2 separate regions of the Canis lupus genome follow, and region 2 is linked to region 1. A link is a contact called in public Hi-C data. All regions are on one chromosome and are shown on one strand. Each heading gives the region's core, a stretch centred on a gene start, on an enhancer-like site or on the middle of the called end of the contact. The rest is flanking DNA. Distances are from core to core; before and after follow the strand shown. Region 1 holds the start of YARS2 (tyrosine--tRNA ligase, mitochondrial). Region 2 holds the start of LOC477647 (dol-P-Glc:Glc(2)Man(9)GlcNAc(2)-PP-Dol alpha-1,2-glucosyltransferase).

The links. Hi-C and Micro-C count contacts between places; a contact is called where the count stands out from the background.
Region 2: a Hi-C map of blood shows a contact between it and region 1, with 5 times the contacts expected there. The contact joins the promoter of LOC477647 here to the promoter of YARS2 in region 1. A contact is called at or near these places in 3 of 9 Hi-C or Micro-C datasets (blood and liver).

The regions. Positions count from the first base shown.
Region 1 is chr27:30,433,667-30,436,366 of UU_Cfam_GSD_1.0, forward strand. It overlaps YARS2 (tyrosine--tRNA ligase, mitochondrial), which reads right to left and starts at 1,379. Exons shown (of 6, transcript XR_005380019.1): 1 at 565-1,379.
Region 2 is chr27:31,451,857-31,454,556 of UU_Cfam_GSD_1.0, forward strand. It overlaps LOC477647 (dol-P-Glc:Glc(2)Man(9)GlcNAc(2)-PP-Dol alpha-1,2-glucosyltransferase), which reads left to right and starts at 1,376. Exons shown (of 3, transcript XM_038576159.1): 1 at 1,376-1,715. The coding sequence starts at 1,533.

The DNA of each region.
Region 1 (2,700 bases), core at 129-2,628:
TACGGAACCTGCCAGAGCCAAAGCAGAAACTCCAAGGAGACAACACGGGGGCGTTCACGCTCCAACAACGAAAAAGCAGTTTCTCAAGTCAAAAAACACAGCGTTCCTCCGGGGAAGCCGGATCTGAATCCCGACGCGTGGTCTGCTGCCTGCTGAGCTCTAAGAATGCGTTCCAGGCCTAGTGCCGTCAAATGCAGCCCTTTAGCTCCCGGTAGCCAATCACATTAACAGCATTACAGGTGTAGTGGGGGTAAAACCCAAAAGGACGCGGAAAGGGCGTCGTTCCCTATTCCTGATAGTGGATTACAGGCTACTCGTGGGTGAATTATTTGGACACAAAATTTTGCCTGGGGCTGGATGCCCTTACCGGTTTTTTTTTTTTTTTTTTTTTTTAATTCATGAGACACACACACACAAAGAGGCAGAGACACAGGCAGAGGGAGAAGCAGGCTCCGTGCAGGGAGCCCGACGCGGGACTCGATCCCGGGACCCCAGGGTCACGCCCCGGGCCGAGCGCGGGCGCTGAACCGCAGAGCCACCCAGGGGGTCCCCGAAGGCGCTTACTTGTGGATAAACTCGTATCCGGACGTGATGTTGCCCAGCTGGTCGGACCCACCCAGCTGGACCCGGCATCCGTAATGCTGGAACAGATAGTAGAAGTCGTAAGCCTGGAGCACCTGGTATAAAAACTCGGCCAAGCTCATCCCGCCGGCGCTCTGCAGCCGGGCTTGCACGCTCGCGCGGCTCAGGAGCGTGCCCATGCGGAAGTGGCCGCCCACGGCCGCTAGGAAGTCCACCAGGTGCTGCCCCTGGTACCAGGCCGCGTTGTCCAGGACCGTGAAGCTTCCCCAGGGCCGCCCGTTGGCGAAGAGCCGCTGGTGATTAGCCGCCACGGCCTCGAGGCCTCGGCGGAGGGCGCGCGCGTTCCCCCGCACCTGCTCCGGCGCCAGCGCCTCGCGCTCCTTGGGGCGGCCGCTGGGGTCTCCGAGGCGCGCGGTGGCCCCCCCGACCAGGGCGATCACGTTGTGGCCCGCTCGCTGGAAGTGAAACAGGCCCAGCAGCGTCAGCAGGTGCCCCACGTGAAGCGAGTCGGCTGTGGGGTCGAAGCCGCAGTAGACGGTCTGGGGAAAGCTGCCCGAGCCGCGGTCCAAGAGCTCGGGCAGCTCTACCTTCGTCCCCTTCTCGGGGAAGAACTCCTTGAACAGACCCCGGGCCTTCTGCACCGCCAGCAACCCCTGAGCGCCCGAACGGGCCTCACGCTGTCCCAGGAGCAAGACTCCCGACACGCCCGGGGTCCCAAACCGCCGGCCCCGGGGAAAGCGCCGCAACATGGGGGCCGCCATGTTGGACTCGGCACGATGGGAATGCTGGGATATCAGAGCCCTCGCCACGCCCCTCGGCGCCAACCTCTTGCAGTTTCTACGGAAGCTACTTCCGTGTTTTTCTGCGCATGCCCGGGCGGGGCGGGGCGGGGCGGGGCGGTCACTTAGTTACGGAGCTTGAGTTCTCAGCAGTCGTTGGAGTTCTGACGACTCAAGCGAGGATTCCGCTTACCCTGCGGTCACCTTAAATCAGCTAAAATTTATTTCCTCATTCGTAACGTAGGTGTGTCTGTGATAATAGTTCCTATGCCAGGGGGCCCTTGTGGGGACTAAGAGAGCGCTTGGCACCTCTTAAGCCCTCTTACAAATGCTAGGTTTTGTTTAAATTTTCGGGTAAAAAAAAAAAAATTGTGATGCGCGGGTTCCTGTGGATTCTTGGTTCTATGCAAAAACTTGTTCAGAGAGGTGGCGATGGGTTGGAAATTGGTTTAACTGAATGGAGAGATACAAAGTTGGCGTTGGAACCCAAACTCCTAGTAGGGATTCCCCAAGGGGACGACAGCGCCTCAACCACGCGTACACATTAGCTTCTCCGGGAGGTGGCAGGCTTGTCCGAGCTATGCTGAGAGCGAGGTCAATACAATAAATGCAGAAAACCCCGTGTTTCGTTTATCCGTTTAACAATTACAGGTAACCAGGCGGGACACAGCTTTAGTGTAAGCGGGTTCTAATTAGTCATCACGTTGCCACAGCGTGACAGGTGCTATCGGTACTCCACTCACCAAGGATGGGGTTCTCCTTGCCAGTTGGCTAGCATGGAATCCAGCTCCAAGACCCGATTTTAGGGTCCATTTCTGGGACCACTTTCAACACTAACTGTGTAAGGTCGGGTTGGAGATCTGCGTGAAGGACTATGGGGTGTACACTTGGAACAACATCTGTACTAGAGTGATGGAGGCAGGGCTGGGCTGAGGGAGAGAGTGAACTGTCAACAGTTTGCAGTAGCAGCCTCAAATAGTCAATCCCACGGGGGCTCTGGAGCTAGGGTTTCCTTTCAGATTCATTCTAAGTTGAAACAAGGGGCAGGCCTTGTTTCTTGTCCAGCCATTCAATGTGGGATGCCCCTGCAGAGGAGGCAAAACCTTGGGCAAGGCTTTGGCAGAGAGCTAGATGCAGAAATGGTCTCAGCTGTGAACCATTAGCAACTTGATAAGCTCAGCAGCTGGGAGATTGAGTGCCCGGATCCTGAAGCAGGCATCTGGGCCATGGGCTAAATTATTCCCTACAGGACCTTTCCATTACATAACATTATAAAGTCATTTAACATAATGAAATCTTATTTAAAAAATTAGTTTCGGGCAGCCCCGGTGGCGCAGTG
Region 2 (2,700 bases), core at 126-2,625, 1.0 Mb after region 1:
CATCAGGGGTTTGGTCAGGATCTGTCTACCCATTAGGTTAGTAGGTTAATGTCTTCGTGTTGAAGGCCTTTTTTTTTTTTTTCTTCTTCTTCTTTTCTTTTGCTGACATTTGGGGTCTTATACCTTCAAGGTCCCTTGCCCGTGATATTAACAAATGCTTTGTGGTTAACTGTCTTATGCTAGGATGTTTTGCAGAAGTCATTTCTGCCAAGGCTGCAAACCAAAATGTTAGCGCGGTCCTCTCCAAGCTGCAAAACAGGATGTTGGTGCCGTTTTGTTTTTTGGTTTTTGTTTTTGTTTTTGTTTTTTTAAAGCTGTCCTGACTCCGTATTTTCTTGGCCCCGATTTCCTAACTGTCCAACTAATTCCTAAGCGGCGGGGCTACCAATACAAGTGCTGCATAATGCTAGTGCTTATTATCTAAAAATGAAGATAAAATACTGCGATAGAGATGTTAACAAGCACAATCAAACTTGAAGGCATAGAGCCCGCCTTCCTCTTATCTAAAAGGACCCAAATCCTGAGATGATTGCTTTCCCCAACCCCTGTAGAGTACTTCAATCCGGTTATCAGAGTGCGCTATGAATGCCGATGTCACTAAATCCCCTTTGAGAGTACCCACATTCTGCAAGTCTTTTTTCTTTTTCTTTTTTTTTTTTTTTAAGATTTCATTTATTTATTCATCAGAGACATAGAGAGGCAGAGGGAGAAGCAGGCCCCATGCAAGGAGCCGGACGTGGGACTCGATCCTGCGTCTCCAGGGTCACGCCCTGGGCCCAAGGCAGATGCTCAACCACTGAGCCACCCGGGCTGCCCTGAAAGAGTTCCTTTTTAACCTTAAAACAAAACAAAACAAAACAAAACAAAAAAACACTTGTAATTCGTGAGGTTCACCCAGCAGGATCATCACGTTTTAACCGGAAAGTATTAATCTTAGCTTCCATAACCAACGTTCCCCTCCCACCCGCCAAAGTTGCGGATATCAAATACTCTGCCATCGCAGATTGCAATTCAGATCACAGGACCAAAAAAAAAAAAAAAAAAATGGGGAGGAAACGGGCAAATTCTGAAAAGCTTCGTGATTGCAAACGCGGGGGAGGGCCGCCACCTCCTGGTCAGGAAGTGGAAACGAGCTGGAAAAAAAAAAAAAAAAAAAAAACCCACCGGGAAGCTGCGGGCTGGAAGCACTAGCCGCGAATGTGCGGCGCGCGTGGACCCCGAGGCCCGCCCCTCCTGGTGGCTCTGTCCACTCCGCGGCCTCCGCGCAACGTGATTGACAGGCCAGCAGCCCGGTCCGTTACCTAAACTCGTCACTCCGGAAACAGTGACCGGATTCCTCCGGAAGTTCGCTGGGGGGGCGGGGAGGGGGAAGGTCCGCGCTCTCCCAGCATCCTTTGCTTTCCGGCTATGCTCAGTCCCGTCCGGCCAGTCCCGCCTTGCGCGCCCATTTCGAGCCCGAGTTTCCAGCTCGGCTCTGCGGGCTCGGGGAGCCCCGAGCAGGTTTTCCGGGGCGCGGTTCCGGCGCGGTGGCTATGGGGACGGGCATGGCGCAGCTCGAGGGCTACTACTTTTCGGCTGCCCTGAGCTGCACCTTTCTGGTGTCCTGTCTCCTCTTCTCCGCCTTCAGCCGGGCGCTGCGAGAGCCCTACATGGACGAGATCTTCCACCTGCCGCAGGCGCAGCGCTACTGTGAGGGCCACTTCTCCCTCTCGCAGGTGGGGCGCGCGACCTGTCCCCACCCAGCACTTCTTCCTTCCACCCTTGTCCTTTGGTCCCTCCGCTCTAGCCTTTCAGCTCGGAAAGACGAAGGGAAGTGGGCAATCCGTTCGTTCCCGTGCCTGCCCACCTAGGGAGCGAACAGGAGCGCACCTGTGCCCCAGGAGGTCCTGCTCCGGGAGATGGACTCCTGGGAAACGATCTGCTTTACCGCAGGGTACAACCCAGGTACCCAGTCGGTGTCCCTGTCCTCGGCAGGCGATGGGAGAGTGACCTCTCCCAGGCTTTCGTGCCCGGTCCCCAGACGAGAGGCATCGGGCCACCGCTTGGAAATGTCCGAAAGCATCGCTGGAGTGCCCTGGTCAAGGGCCTCAGGGTCTATTTCGGGGGAACGGGCGGGGGGGGGGGGGGTGGAGCTTAATAAATGGGAGGTGCTTAGAACAATGCCCACTAGAGCCGTACGGACTCAATAGTAATTATAATAATTGTTTTTAACTCAAATGATTTAAGTGATGTAAATTGTGAGAGGGAGATAGATGTAAGATGTTAGGAGGACATTCAGCCATCAAGGAGTGGCAAGTGACATTAACTCCGTCCTGGGCGTTTACAGGGACTTTTTCCTCTTAATTGGATAGACTGGGGCCCGGGGAAACGGCATCACGTTTGAATATATCATTGGCTACGTAAATGTAAGACATCAAAAAATAAAGCAGAGGTACTAGTATCACCTGTACTCTTCCGGGAAGGCGATGTCGAATCGTGGTGGGAAGTATAAAGTCTGTAGTTGAAGGCCTGATTTTATTAGGCCTTTGCGTGTTTACGAGGACCTGCGACCCAGGGAATTAATTTTGATTAATTTCTGGTTACTCATTTGCGAACGACTGTTCTAACGGGATGTCCCGTAGGACGTTTTGCGGGGTTAAGTACAGAGGATTCGGCGTGATTCTTGGCTCAGTAGAGGTTACCTATCATCATAGAACCTGT